Regions from separate parts of the Mus musculus genome. Here region 1 is linked to region 2. The links are chromatin contacts, called in public promoter capture Hi-C maps. All regions are on one chromosome and are shown on one strand. Each heading gives the region's core, a stretch centred on a gene start, on an enhancer-like site or on the middle of the called end of the contact. The rest is flanking DNA. Distances are from core to core; before and after follow the strand shown. Region 1 holds the start of Lst1 (leukocyte specific transcript 1). Region 2 holds the start of Ehmt2 (euchromatic histone lysine N-methyltransferase 2).

Region 1 (6,524 bases), core at 1,859-4,358, 290 kb after region 2:
TGAGGACCAGGGGTACTGTCACACATCCTTCCCCAGCCTGGCCGCAGCTCCCACCTGTCTTTCTCCCTGTGTCTCCACTCTTTTTTTTCTCAGTCTCTCCTCTTTATATCTCTTGAACCTGTTTTCGCTTACTTTCCCTCTTTCTTTGTTTCTATATAAGTGTGTCTGCCTGTGTTGTATAGGCCCTTAAGTGGATGTTTGGACATCAACTTTCCAACTGTTTCTACACATTATTTCTATCTATCCATCTATCTATTTTGAGACAAGGTCTCTCACTAAAACTGGAGTTTGCCATTTCCACTAGGCTGGTTGGCCAGGGAGCCCCTAGGGCTTGCCTGTCTGTACCCCACAGTACTGGGGTTCCAGGCACAAGCTACCATGCCTGACTACAGCAAATACTTTCTCAGAACCTCCTCTCTCCCCCACCTCCTTTACTTACTTTATTTATATGAGTACACTGTAGTTGTGGTCAGACACACCAGAAGAGGGTATCAGATTCCGTTACAGATGGCTGTGAGCCACCATGTGGTTACTGGGAATTGAACTCAGGGCCTCTGCAAGCACAGCCAGTGCTCTTAACTGCTGAGCCATCTCTCCAAGCTCCAAACTTCCTCTTCTATTGAGACAGGGTCTCATGTAGCTCAGGCTGACCTTCAACTTAATATGTAGTGAAGGACAGACTCCCTGCCTCTATGTGGGATTTCAGTCACATGCCAGCGCTCTGGTTTTATGCTGCGCTGGGAATCAAACACAGTTCTACACCCGCTGGATAAGGACTGTTAACTAAACCACACTGCTAGCCACGCCCACGCCCCACCCACTTTGCTTTTGTTGTTCTTTTGAGACAGGGCGGCTCCTGTAGTCCTGATGGAACTCTTCTCTCTCGTTTTGTTTGTTTGTTTGTTTTTTAATTTCCTCTCTCACTCACTTCCTCCTCTCTACGTCCTTCTGGAGTGTTTTATATTCTTATAAACACACAATTCCCTCCCTCTCTTCTGGTTGCCTCTTTTTCTGCCTCTTTCATTTTCTCGTTCCTGCTACTTCCTCTTCCCTTTTCTCTCGGCTCCACCCCTTCATCCCAGCCCCACTCCCTACGTGGGTTTCCCTCGTCCCCTCACCCCCTGCCCGCACACCCTCCCACCTCCAGCCCCCCTCCCTCGCCCCCTTGCCCCCAGCCGCCACTTCCTTCCCCGCCCCTTCATCTGCTCCACCCCTCACCCTTCCCCCTTGTCTCCTCGTCCCCCCAGACTCACATTCCTTTCCAGTCTCTTCACTAGAAGAAAAAAAAAATGGTTCAGTAAGACCCCTTCCCTGACCCCCCCCCCCGCCAGAATGGCACCCCACATTGGCTCATCCATCCTAGGACAGCACCTCTCATTGAATCTGCTACCTCAGAATAGCACCCCACCCCAGGCCCCCAACGCCAGAGCAGCAGGTCTCCACCCCAGAACTGCCTTCCACAACACACCTACTGGAGCCCCACCCCTCCAACCTCGCTGGTTGCCATAGGAACCACAGCCAAAACCTGGGTCTTTTGGACAACTCTGGCCTTTTCTAGCAGTAGGAAGGGTGTGGAGGGCAAGCTGTGGGTGACCGAGATGCTCTAGGGCTTACCTCTCTGACTGAACCGGCACAAGCAGATGAACAGGATGATGACAAGCAGGAGGAGGAGCCCTCCCAGTCCCAGGCTCCCATTTAGCAGGAAATCATCTGGAAGGAGTATCTCTGAGAGGGTTTTTTTTTTCCCCACCAATTTCCCAACCTCCTGGTTAAATGTAAGTTTCCTAGCTTCCTATATTTTTCCTGGGTCCCCCTTCCCCAATTTTTTATTTTATCCTATCTTCCTCTCCCCGATCAATCCTGTTTTCTATTTTTTGACAATTTCATACATATATAAAAAGTCTCAGCCGGGCGTGGTGGCGCACACCTTTAATCCCAGCACTTGGGAGGCAGAGGCAGGCGGATTTCTGAGTTCGAGGCCAGCCTGGTCTACAAAGTGAGTTCCAGGACAGCCAGGGCTATACAGAGAAACCCTGTCTCGAAAAACAAAACAAAACAAAACAACAAAAAAAAAGTCTCTTGGTCATTTCCAAAGCCCTTTCTCCCTCTCCCCCCTCCCAACCCATGTCTCTCCCACCTTTCTGTCACTTTATGTTGAGAGTCTCATGTATCCTGGGAGGCCTTAGATTCTCCTAGTAGCCGAGTATGCTTGACTTTCTGATCCTCACACCCCTGTGTCGTGTCTTAAGTGCTAGCTTGGCAAGAGTGTACTACCATGGCTGTTTTATGTGGCTCTGGGGTCAAAGCCAGGACCCTGCTATCCTCTCACAGTTTAAAATACAGGAAAATATACTCTAGGAGATTTTGAGGGGGGGGCGGTGTTGTATTTTTGTATTAGTTTTTGTTTGCTTGTTTTGTTTTGTTTTTAAAGACAGGGTTTCTCTGTGGAGCTCTGGCTGTCCTGGAACTCTAGACCAGGCTGGTCTTGATCTCACACACAGAGATCCTCCTGCCTCTGTCCGCCATCCCAACCCCTCCGGCCCTCTTGCCCCCTCACTCCCACCTCCCCCCACTCTGGGATTAAAGGTGTGCACCACCACTGCCTGGCTTTTTTTTTTTTTCTTTCTTTCTGCAGTATCTTCTATAGTTTAGGCTGCTTCCAAATTTCCTGAAGCCTCATGCAGAGACAAGTCATGTCCTTGATTTCTAGTCCTTCGGACCACCCCACCTCTCTGGTGCTGGGATTACAGGAGACACTATAACCCAGGGCTTCGTGCCTACACATTCATTACCCAGACATATTTGTTACCCAGACTTCAACTTCTCACTTCCTCTAGAGATTCACCTACCGGGTTACCTCTCCTGACTATGCTCACTCCCTACTGTTTCCGGGTCTCAGGAGGCCCCTCTTCCACCTGTACTGCCTCATTCTGACCACTTCTCCTAATCCTGAACCCTGCTTTTCTTCCCTCACTCTCCAGCCCTCACATCCCTCCCCTTTCCGAACGGAGGGGTCCCTACTTACTGGTTGTGCAATTGTTACCAGATCCCATTGTCATCAGACATAGTCCAGGGACTGAGAACAGGCCTGAAGGTCAAGACTAAACTAATCCCTCTTCTGCTGGGCTTAATAGCTTGGGTTAGTCACGTGCCCCCAAGTTCCCCATCTCTGAGGCAAGGGGCCCCTTTACAGTCCTCATCCTCACTGGGCTGGGGATTTTATGTTTGTCTTTTTCTCTTTTTTGTTTTTTTGGCTTTTTTTGGAGACAGAGTTTCTCTGTGTAGCCCTGGCTGTCCTGGAACTCACTCTGTAGACCAGGCTGGTCTCAAACTCAGAAATCCACCTGCCTCTGCCTCCCAAGTGCTGGGATTAAAGGCGTGTGCTACCACTGCCTGGCTTATGTTTGTCTTAACATATTGTGGTACCCATTTTCCAGGCCAGGAGCCCGAGATTTTAACAAGGAAAGCCCAACGCAGCCCTATTGGTAGAGATGGATCTCTGTGAGTTCAAGCACAGCCAGAGCTACACAGTGAGACCCTGTCTCAAGAAGCGAACAAAAGCCGGGGCGTGGTGGCGCACGCCTTTAATCCCAGCACTTGGGAGGCAGAGGCAGGCGGATTTCTGAGTTCAAGGCCAGCCTGGTCTACATAGTGAGTTCCAGGACAGCCAGGGCTATACAGAGAAACCCTGTCTCAAAAAAACAAACAAACAAACAAACAAAAAAAAACCCAAAAAAATAAAGAAGCAAAAGCCAAGGGAGACTCAGAAGTAGCAGAGAAAGTGTTTAGCTGTATTGCCCCCTCCCATTTACTCTGCCCCAGGCTGATGGGGGTGGGAAAGGCAGCGGGGGGGGGGGGCACTTGGAGGAAGCTGGAAACACTGCTCAATCCTGAATGCTGGTGAGAGGGCTGGTGAAGGCAAGGGAGCCAGGGTCTGGAGTAGTTGTGGGAACCACTGGGAAACCAGAGAGAAGGGTGCCCTTTCCCAGGAGGGAGGACCTTATTTGGCTGGTGTGGAGTAGTGGCTACCAAGAATGCTTTAACTTCCCCTTGGGTACTTCCTGCCCTTTAACTGCTGGTTCCTGTTTGAGGGTAGATAGAGGCCCCTCACTTGAGGGACAACAGCGTGAAACTCAGAACCTCCCAGTTATAAGGGGCATGCTGTAGGTTTGAGGGACCCCTGAGGAGCTGTGATGAATCAGGGACAGAACAGATTATTATTAGTAGTTATTATTATTAGCAGAATTTTGCTATGTAGCCCAGGCTGACCTGAGGCTCACCATCTTCCTGCCTCAGCCTGCAGAGTATACGGCGGGCCACCACTTTCAGCTGCAGCTTCTTTTCTTTGGAAAATGAAGGCACAAGAGCTCAGAGGGTAGGGTGTGAATGCAGATTCCTTCGGGTTCAGGGAACTCCAAATCCATAGTCTGGCCTCCATTTATCCCAGCAGGTTTCCCGTCTCATCCCGGATCTCCACCCACTCCCCGCTGACCCAGACTCTTGGTTTACAGTGGGGACACATTCAACTGTTCAGAGTGGAAAGAAGCTCCCCACCGCAGGCATTCTGCCCCTCCCGCAGTTTTAGCCTCTTTCCACTGCCTCTGTGCCTCCTTGCATCTAGGAGAGGAAGAATAGCCATTGGGAGATGGTGTTACATCTTTCCTTTGAGATTCCTAGATATCATTAGGGTGGTTACTCCCTCAGCCCCAGCCTCCCGGTTCACCCTGTACTGGTAAAGGAATGTCCACCTCCTCCAGGGGCCCCCTCTGCGGTGCCGCCTTAAGGTTCATCATCTTGTGGTTTGTGCATAGGCATGGGCTCCCAGCACCTCGAGTGCCAGATAACTCTGGGGTGTCTCAGGGCACCTCTCTTGGTGTCTGGCAGCTATATGCAGCAGGATATCGATGTGCTACCAAAGGAGTAGGGAAGTCAGAGGTAGTCAGACTAAATCTGCTAACAGATGCTGACAGGAAGTGGGTGAGAGAAGCTGATGTTAGCAAAGCCTTGGGGCATCAAGGAGAACTTCCCACAGAAGGCAGCATTCTGGCATTGGCAGGAGGGCAGGAGGGACTGAGGTGAAGGTCTCTCAGTGCCACTGTGACCAAGAGAGAAAGGGGTGTAGAAGACTACACCCCAATCTTTGAACAGAGAGGAAGCTGGTAGCTAGGATGGAGACAGAGGTGGGTGAGTCTGGTGCCTGGGTCCCTATGCATGTTTTGTTAACCAAATTCAGGGACTTTGTGGTACTCCCCCCCCAGTGTTTCCCCCAGAACAAATGGGGATCACAATCTAAGTGGGTTTCTTCTTTTTTATAGTTTATAATTACATTTTTTTTAAAATTTTTAAACATTGGGTGAGGAGAGAGCTCTGTTGGTAAAAGCACTGGCCGCACAAGCATGAAGAACTGAGTTCGAGTCCCCAGGGCCCACATAAAGATGGGTGTGGCAACCACTTGTGAAAGTCCATGTTCCTAGTATGAGATGGGAGATGTGGAAAACTGAGAATTCAAGGAAGATCGCAGGGGATGGGGTGTCCGGCCTAGAATGTTCAGAGAAGATCGAAATTAGACCCTGTCTCAGATAAGGTGGTGGGCTGGCCGGGGTTAGCATTTGACGTGACTGTGAACTCATACTGAAAAACACACATGCGTGCACACTCACACACACACACACACACACACACACACACACACATACACACACACACACACACACATACACACGCGCGCACAAAGGTCAAACATCTAGAAAAACTGAACCTTACAACAAATTCATATACATATATATCATATATATATTTGACCAAGCCAGCTCAGTCAATCAACAGGGTCTCAAGGGAGGGAGTGAAGATTGAAAAGAAAAAGGCAAAGCCAGGCATGGTGGCACACACCTTTAATCCCAGCACTCAGGAGGCAGAGGCAGGTGGATTTCTGAGTTTGAGACCAGCCTGGTCTACAAAGTGAGTTCCAGAACAGCCAGGGCTACACAGAGAAACCCTGTCTTGAAAAAAAAAAAAACAAAACAACAACAACAACAACAACCCCCCCCCAAAAGGTAATTAGACAAAACTATAACAAGACTCCAGCCTGCACTGAGGCTGAAGCGGGTTTATTTCTCTCCAGCCTGCTTTGATATCATTTTAGGTACATAAAAACAAAAAACCAAAAAACAAACAAAAAAACCCCCCAAAAAACCATGGGCAGTTCTTAGAGCAAAGACAAAGTAATCAAATGAAGTAGTAAACAAGGAGATCACACAAGGTAATAATTAAGTAAAAAACTAAAAACAAAGCCCCATGACCCCTGTTTCTAATATTCTTATCTGAGCCTACTTCCTTGTCCAAGCCCAGTGACAAGCCAAATTCCTAGAATCGGCACCAAAAGCTCTCAGAGCTCTCAATATGTGTGTGTGTGGTGTGTATTATATAATTTGTTTTTATTTTAAATTATATTTGTGTCCATGTATGCATACAAACTTGAATGCAAATACCATCAGAAACCAGAAGAGGGCGTTGGATCCCCTCAA
Region 2 (6,435 bases), core at 1,447-3,946:
TGGAGAAGCTGGTCTTCCACATGCGTGCGCAACACTTCATCTTCATGTGCCCACGCTGCGGCAAGCAGTTCAACCACAGCAGCAACCTCAACCGCCACATGAACGTCCACCGTGGTGTCAAGTCCCATTCATGTGGCATCTGCGGCAAGTGCTTTACTCAGAAGTCCACACTGCACGATCACCTCAACCTGCACTCAGGAGCCCGGCCCTACCGGTGCTCCTACTGTGACGTGCGCTTTGCCCACAAGCCCGCCATTAGGCGGCACCTCAAGGAGCAGCATGGCAAAACCACAGCTGAGAACGTGCTGGAAGCTGGTGTGGCTGAGATCAATGTCCTCATCCGCTGAAAGGCCAAGAGGCTGGGGGCGGTCCTGGGCCCGGCAGAATTGGGGAGGGGCGGGGTTTGAGGGCAGGCAAACATTTTGAGGGAGGAAGACTGGAGAGAGAGAGAGACCATGCCTCAAAGAGCAGAAGAAAAAGATGGAGCCGGAGACAGGGTTGATAAGGCTGAGGGAATGTGGGATCCCAAAGAAAGATTTCTTTTTTGAAGAGGTGCATAAACGATGTGGAGGAAGAGAGGGAAAAAAAAAAAAAGGCAAAGTTGAAAGTTTTGGAGAACAGCTCTTTCCTGGCTAAAGCTGGCTGGGGGGGGGGGGGATTCTAGCGTTTCTTGAGATGGGGTGGGGGTGGGAATTGTAGGGGGATTGCCAGGAAGCAGCTTACTTGCCCCTGGTTAGAATAGATGACAGGGAGAAGGGAGCGGAGGGCGACACATGTATGAAGTACCAGAAGGAAGGGAGGAGATTTTTGCATGCTGGGGAAGTGGGAAAGTAGATACAAGGCTCACCGGAAATGAAATGATATGTGCCAGGTAAGAGAACACGGTGGGCAACCTGGGTAGGTAATGAGACATTAGGCTACAGTAGCGAGAACAGTGAGTAGCGGAGGGGTGGGGGGGCAGGGCACTTAGAAAAAAAGGACACAAGGAGGGCTGTTGGGGGGAGGGAGAGGAGTAGAGACATACAGTATTTTTAAAGAAAACTATTTTTTAGGATTTTTTCTGGAGTTTGGGGTTTTAGTTTTTGTTTTCCATAAAAATAAACAAAAAAAACAAACAAAAACATTTTTTCTTTATATTCTGGCAATTGCATGTGTGTGACTACCCACCATAGATTCTCCCAGCGCTAACAATTGTAGTCCCATGCCAAAAGGAGCCTCAAGCAGAGACTCGGAACACGCCCTAAACACTTAGGCAGAAACCTTATCACACAGTGATTGGCAACCCTGGTGCTGGCATAAACCATGCGGGGTTTGGTGGCAGTGCAAGCCATGGGCCACAGGTGACCAGTGAACCCACAGAGATGGCAAAAGGGCATCTGTTGCATATTTTTGCTCAAGTTTTAAGGAAAGTTGAAATACCAGCTAAACTTATAGTTGATTACCTAGAAGACTACAATTCCCAGAAAGCTCTGAAAAGTTTTTAATCCAAAGAGGACTACAGTTCCCATAAGATGCCGAATTGGCCTTGGGCCCAGTAACATAAGTACCTGTCTGTCCAATATTGTGTGAGCAACCATACAGGCATTTTCAAGCTTTGGCTAGGACTTAATGCCTGGAGGGGGATGGTGCCCTCGATAGTGTTCAGGGTTGTATACTTGCTGTGTCTACCATCATACTTAAGCTGTCTGCTGGACCATGACCCCCCCCCTCCATGGAGAAGTATTTGGGCAGAAATAGTTACTGTCAATAGATTGAGGTCTCCGCTGCATTCAGTTGACATATCTAGTGCAACCGAAGACACTTCCCCCAGATTTCCAAAAGCACACTGACCCAGAAGTAAAGGTGTCTTCCGTGAGTCTCTGTCGCCCCTTCTTGTGCACTAAAGTTCAAAACTGATATAGTCCCAGCCTTCTATCTGGCGGCTCAGAACGGGAAAGGCACACGCGGCAGCTGCAAAGGCTCAGGCTACACGTGTTCCCAAAACCGGGCGGGGACAGGGAAGCCACAGCCCAGTCGAGCCTCACCCTTGCTCCCGGCGGAGCCCAGGCTAGGAGCGAACGCCCTCTCCCCTACAGGCCCCAGTTCTGGACCTCCAGGGCCATTCTGGGGGGCAAAAATGGCCAAGAGGCCCGCAGCGGCTCCTTTAAGGCGTCTTCTCGCCCTCCCTCCTTGTCCACGTGACCCGGGGCGGCCGCGCGCCGGCTCGGCCCCCCGCGCAAGCGGCGATGGCGGCGGCGGCGGGAGCTGCTGCGGCGGCGGCCGCCGAGGTGCGGAAGGGGAGGGGGAGAGGCGGGTGCATGCCCGCGCGCGCGCCCGGGGGAAGCGCGCGCTCGTGCAATGCTCCGGGGGTGCAACGGGGCCGGGGGGCCCGAGCCGAACTTACAGCAAACCAGGGGGCCAACACCGGGGGCGGATGAGGGGACCAGGGGGTGGGAGGTGGGGGGAGTGGGCGCCGAGTCGCACGTGCCGCCGCCCGCTGCCCCTGCGTGGGCGGTGGGCACCGCGACCCCGGGAGCCCGCGCGAGGGGCGCGAGGGGCCGTCCGCCGGGCTGGGGCGCAGCGGGCGTTGCAGGGGTTGGTGGCCGGGGTCCCCGCGGCCTGGGGGACAAAGGGGGAGCGGCGCGTGCAGCCGGGAGGAGGGGGCGGGGCCGGGGCGCGGAGGCCCCGCCCCCTCCCCCTCCTCTGCTCCCGGCCCCAGAGATGCGGGGTCTGCCGAGAGGGAGGGGGCTGATGCGGGCCCGGGGGCGGGGGCGTGCGGCCCCCACGGGCGGCCGCGGCCGCGGTCGGGGGGGCGCCCACCGAGGGCGAGGTAGGCCCCGAAGCCTGCTCTCGCTGCCCAGGGCCCAGGCGTCTTGGGCCCCCCAGCTGCCTGCCGGGCTGACCGGCCCCCCGGTTCCTTGTCTCCCCTCCCAGGGGGAGGCCCCCGCTGAGATGGGGGCGCTGCTGCTGGAGAAGGAGCCCCGAGGAGCCGCCGAGAGAGGTGAGTGCAGCAGGAGCAGGCCCGACCGGACCTCCACCCTCCCCACCCCCAACACGGGATCCCGGGAGCTTTCAGCCCTGAACTTTTTCTTTTCCCCTCCCGACAGTTCATAGCTCTTTGGGGGACACCCCTCAGAGTGAGGAGACCCTTCCCAAGGCCAACCCCGACTCCTTGGAGCCTGCCGGCCCCTCCTCTCCGGCCTCTGTCACTGTCACCGTCGGCGATGAGGGGGCTGACACCCCTGTCGGGGCCGCATCACTCATCGGGGACGAACCCGAGAGCCTGGAGGGAGATGGGGGTCGCATCGTGCTGGGTGAGAGACTGGGGAGTGAGGGAGACGGGGCGCAGAGGGGCTTTCTGCATGCCTGCTCACCCTGCACCCCCTTTCTGCCTGCCTCTTTTCTAGGCCATGCCACAAAGTCGTTCCCCTCTTCCCCCAGCAAGGGGGGTGCCTGTCCCAGTCGGGCCAAAATGTCAATGACAGGGGCAGGAAAGTCGCCCCCCTCGGTCCAGAGTTTGGCCATGAGGCTGTTGAGCATGCCCGGGGCCCAGGGAGCTGCAACTGCTGGGCCTGAACCCTCTCCGGCAACAACTGCCGCCCAGGAGGGGCAGCCCAAAGTGCACCGAGCCCGGAAAACCATGTCCAAACCTAGCAACGGACAGGTGAGAGTGTGGAAGTTGGGGTGGAGAGACTTGGGGAGTCTCTGGGTCGGATTTTTTGTTTTGTTTTGTTTTTGTTGGTGGTTTGTTCTTTTGGGTTTTTTTTTTTTTTTTTTTCCTTCTTCCGGGATTTAGCCTTAGACCTCTTGTATTCAGATTTTTTTTTTCGAATTTACCAATAGGCTACCAAGTGTCAGCTGTTGGGCTGGGCCTCTGTGAGCAGAGTAATTGTCGGCTTCCTGGAGTTTGTGTTCTTTGGGGAGGGGTGGTCAGCAGAGGAGACTGACAGATGTAGAATTAATTATATAGTTATTGTCCTAATTACACAAATGACTGGGCAGGATCAGCCTTCCCAAGTTTGTGTTTTTTTTGTTTTGTTTTTTGCCTCTGAACAAATGCTTAGGGAGGTTGGTTTGTTCGTTTGTTTGTTTGTTTGTTTGTTTGTTTTTCAAATCCCTACTTTGAGACCAGTCTCAAACCAGATAAAGTTTTTACTGGGAACTCTTCCCTGGGAAGGCCACATAATGACAGAATGTGGGCGGAGGCGTGTGTGTGTGTGTGTGTGTGTGTGTGTGTGACAAGAACCTGGAAATCAAAATTATGTCAAGGTTTTAAGGGCTCTTGATTCAGCTTAAGTATGGCTTGTGTAGCCTTCCTCTGGGTCTTGTTTCGTTTATTTTGTTGTTTGTTTTGAGCTTTATTTTGTTTTGAGAGAGTAGTTTTTGTTTTTTGTTGTTTTGTGTGTGTGTGTGTGTGTAACAGGGTCTCACTGTGTAGCCCTGGCTGGCTGGCTGTGTAGACCAGGCTGGCCTTTAACTCACAGAGATCTACCTTTTTCTGTCTCCTACATCCTGGGGCTGAAGGTGTACACACATGCCTTTTATTTATAATCTTTTTTTTAAAAAAGATTTATTTATTTATTTTATGTATATGAATATACTGTAACTGTCTTCAGACACACCAGAAGAGGGAATCAGATCCCATTACAGATGGTTGTGAGCCACACCATGTGGTTGCTGGGATTTGAACTCAAGACCTCTGGAAGAGCAGTCAGTGCTCTTAACTGCTGAGCCATATCTCTGGCCCTTGTTTTATTTCCTCTTTTTGAGATGGTCTCATGTAGACTGAACTTGCTATGATCCACCCCACCCAGCTTCTACATTTAATTTTTTTCTTTCTTTTTTTTTTTCTTTACTCTTTCTTTTTTTAAAAACTTTTAAGCTTCTGGGTGTTTTACCTGCACATATGTCTGTGTACCACCTTGTGTGTCTGGTGCCCTTCAAGTCAAGGGGGCAGTAGACCTTGAGTTTGAAGGGGTTGTGAGCATCTTGTCAGTGCTGGGCAATTGGACCTGGGTCTTCCACAAGAGCAGCAACCGGCTCTTAACCACTGCACTACCTCTCCGACAATGCTTGTTTTCTTTTTCTGGGAAAGTGATTACCTCACCATGGTGTGGCTGTTCTTCTCTGGTACAGAAGTTCGTGTTTGCTCGGGCTCCTCATATAAAATTATGAGAGCCAGGTGGATCTCTTAAGGTCTGGGTCAGCTAAGAATCAACATTTGCATATGCCTTACACGTATCTGTCTTCCTTGTAGATACCTTATAGATGATTAGCTAATGCCTGTATTAGTAGTTTAAAGACTCCTATATGGGCACAACTTTTAAAATTTTATCTGTTGCTGGGTGGTGCTGGCTCACGCCTCTAATCCCAGTTCTTGGGAGACTGAGGCAGGCAGATCTCTGAGTTCAAGGCCAGCCTAGTTAGAGTATACACAATTCCTTAGACAGCCAAGTCTATATAGTGAGTTCCAGGGCAGCCAAGGCTACACAGGGAAATCCTGTCTTGAAAGAAAAATATTGATTATAAGTGTGTATGTGTAATGGGGGAGGTTGAGGGGATGGACGCAGTAGAGGACATATCTGTGGAGCCTGGTCTCTTCCACCTTTTCATGCCATCTAGGAGTCAGACTCAAGTTTTAGGGTTTGCGCAGCAAGCACCCCTGCCCACTGAGCCATCTTGCTGGCCACTGTTCTCTTTTTAATTTTTTTTTTTTTTTTTTTTTTGGTTTTTCGAGACAGGGTTTCTCTGTATAGTCCTGGCTGTCCTGGAACTCACTCTGTAGACCAGGCTGGCCTCGAACTCAGAAATCCGCCTATCTCTGCCTCCCAAGTGCTGGGATTAAAGGCGTGCACCACCACGCCCGGCTTTCGGGTAGCATTTTTTTAAAAACTCATTTCTTTTTTTTTTTTTTTTTAAGATTTATGGGAGTTCCCTGTCGCTGTCTTCAGACACACCAGAAGAGGGCATCAGATCTCATTACACATGGTCGTGAGCCACCATGTAGTTGCTGGGATTTGAACTCAGGACCTCTGGAAGAGCAGTCAGTGCTCTTAACCCTGAGCCATCCCTCCAGCCCTTCGGATAGCTTTGTTTGTTTGTTTTTTTTTTGTTTGTTTGTTTTTTAATGTATGTGAATACACTGTACAGATGGTTGTGAGCCTTCATGTGGTTGTTGGGAATCGAACTCTTAGGACCTCTGCTCCCTCTGGTCAACCCTACTCACTTCAGTCAGCCCCACTAGCTCTGGCCCAAAGCTTTACTTACTTTTATATGTAAGTACACTGTAGCTGTCTTCAGACGAACCAGAAGAAGGCATCAGATCCCATTACACATGGTCATGAGCCACCATGTGGTTGCTGGGATTTGAACTCAGGACCTTCAGAAGGGCAGTCAGTGCTCTTAACCACTAAGCCATCTTGCCAGTCCCCCAGATAGCATTTTTGAGGTACAGCC

Evidence for each region. Capture Hi-C pulls out chosen DNA fragments and counts their contacts.
Region 1: a promoter capture Hi-C map of adipose tissue shows a contact between it and region 2. The contact joins the promoter of Lst1 here to the promoter of Ehmt2 in region 2. A contact is called at or near these places in 5 of 39 promoter capture datasets (the SN4741 cell line, embryonic stem cells, liver and 2 more) and 2 of 9 other capture datasets (adipose tissue and pancreatic islet).

What each region holds. Positions count from the first base shown.
Region 1 is chr17:35,185,332-35,191,855 of GRCm38.p6, forward strand. Lst1 (leukocyte specific transcript 1) reads right to left here and starts at 3,109. Exons shown (of 4, transcript NM_010734.2): 1 at 3,026-3,109; 2 at 1,615-1,710; 3 at 1,254-1,273. The coding sequence starts at 3,059.
Region 2 is chr17:34,896,274-34,902,708 of GRCm38.p6, forward strand. Ehmt2 (euchromatic histone lysine N-methyltransferase 2) reads left to right here and starts at 2,697. Exons shown (of 27, transcript NM_145830.3): 1 at 2,697-2,980; 2 at 3,087-3,293; 3 at 3,387-3,643. The coding sequence starts at 2,701. It overlaps Zbtb12 (zinc finger and BTB domain containing 12), which reads left to right. Exons shown (of 2, transcript NM_198886.3): 2 at 1-571. The coding sequence ends at 347.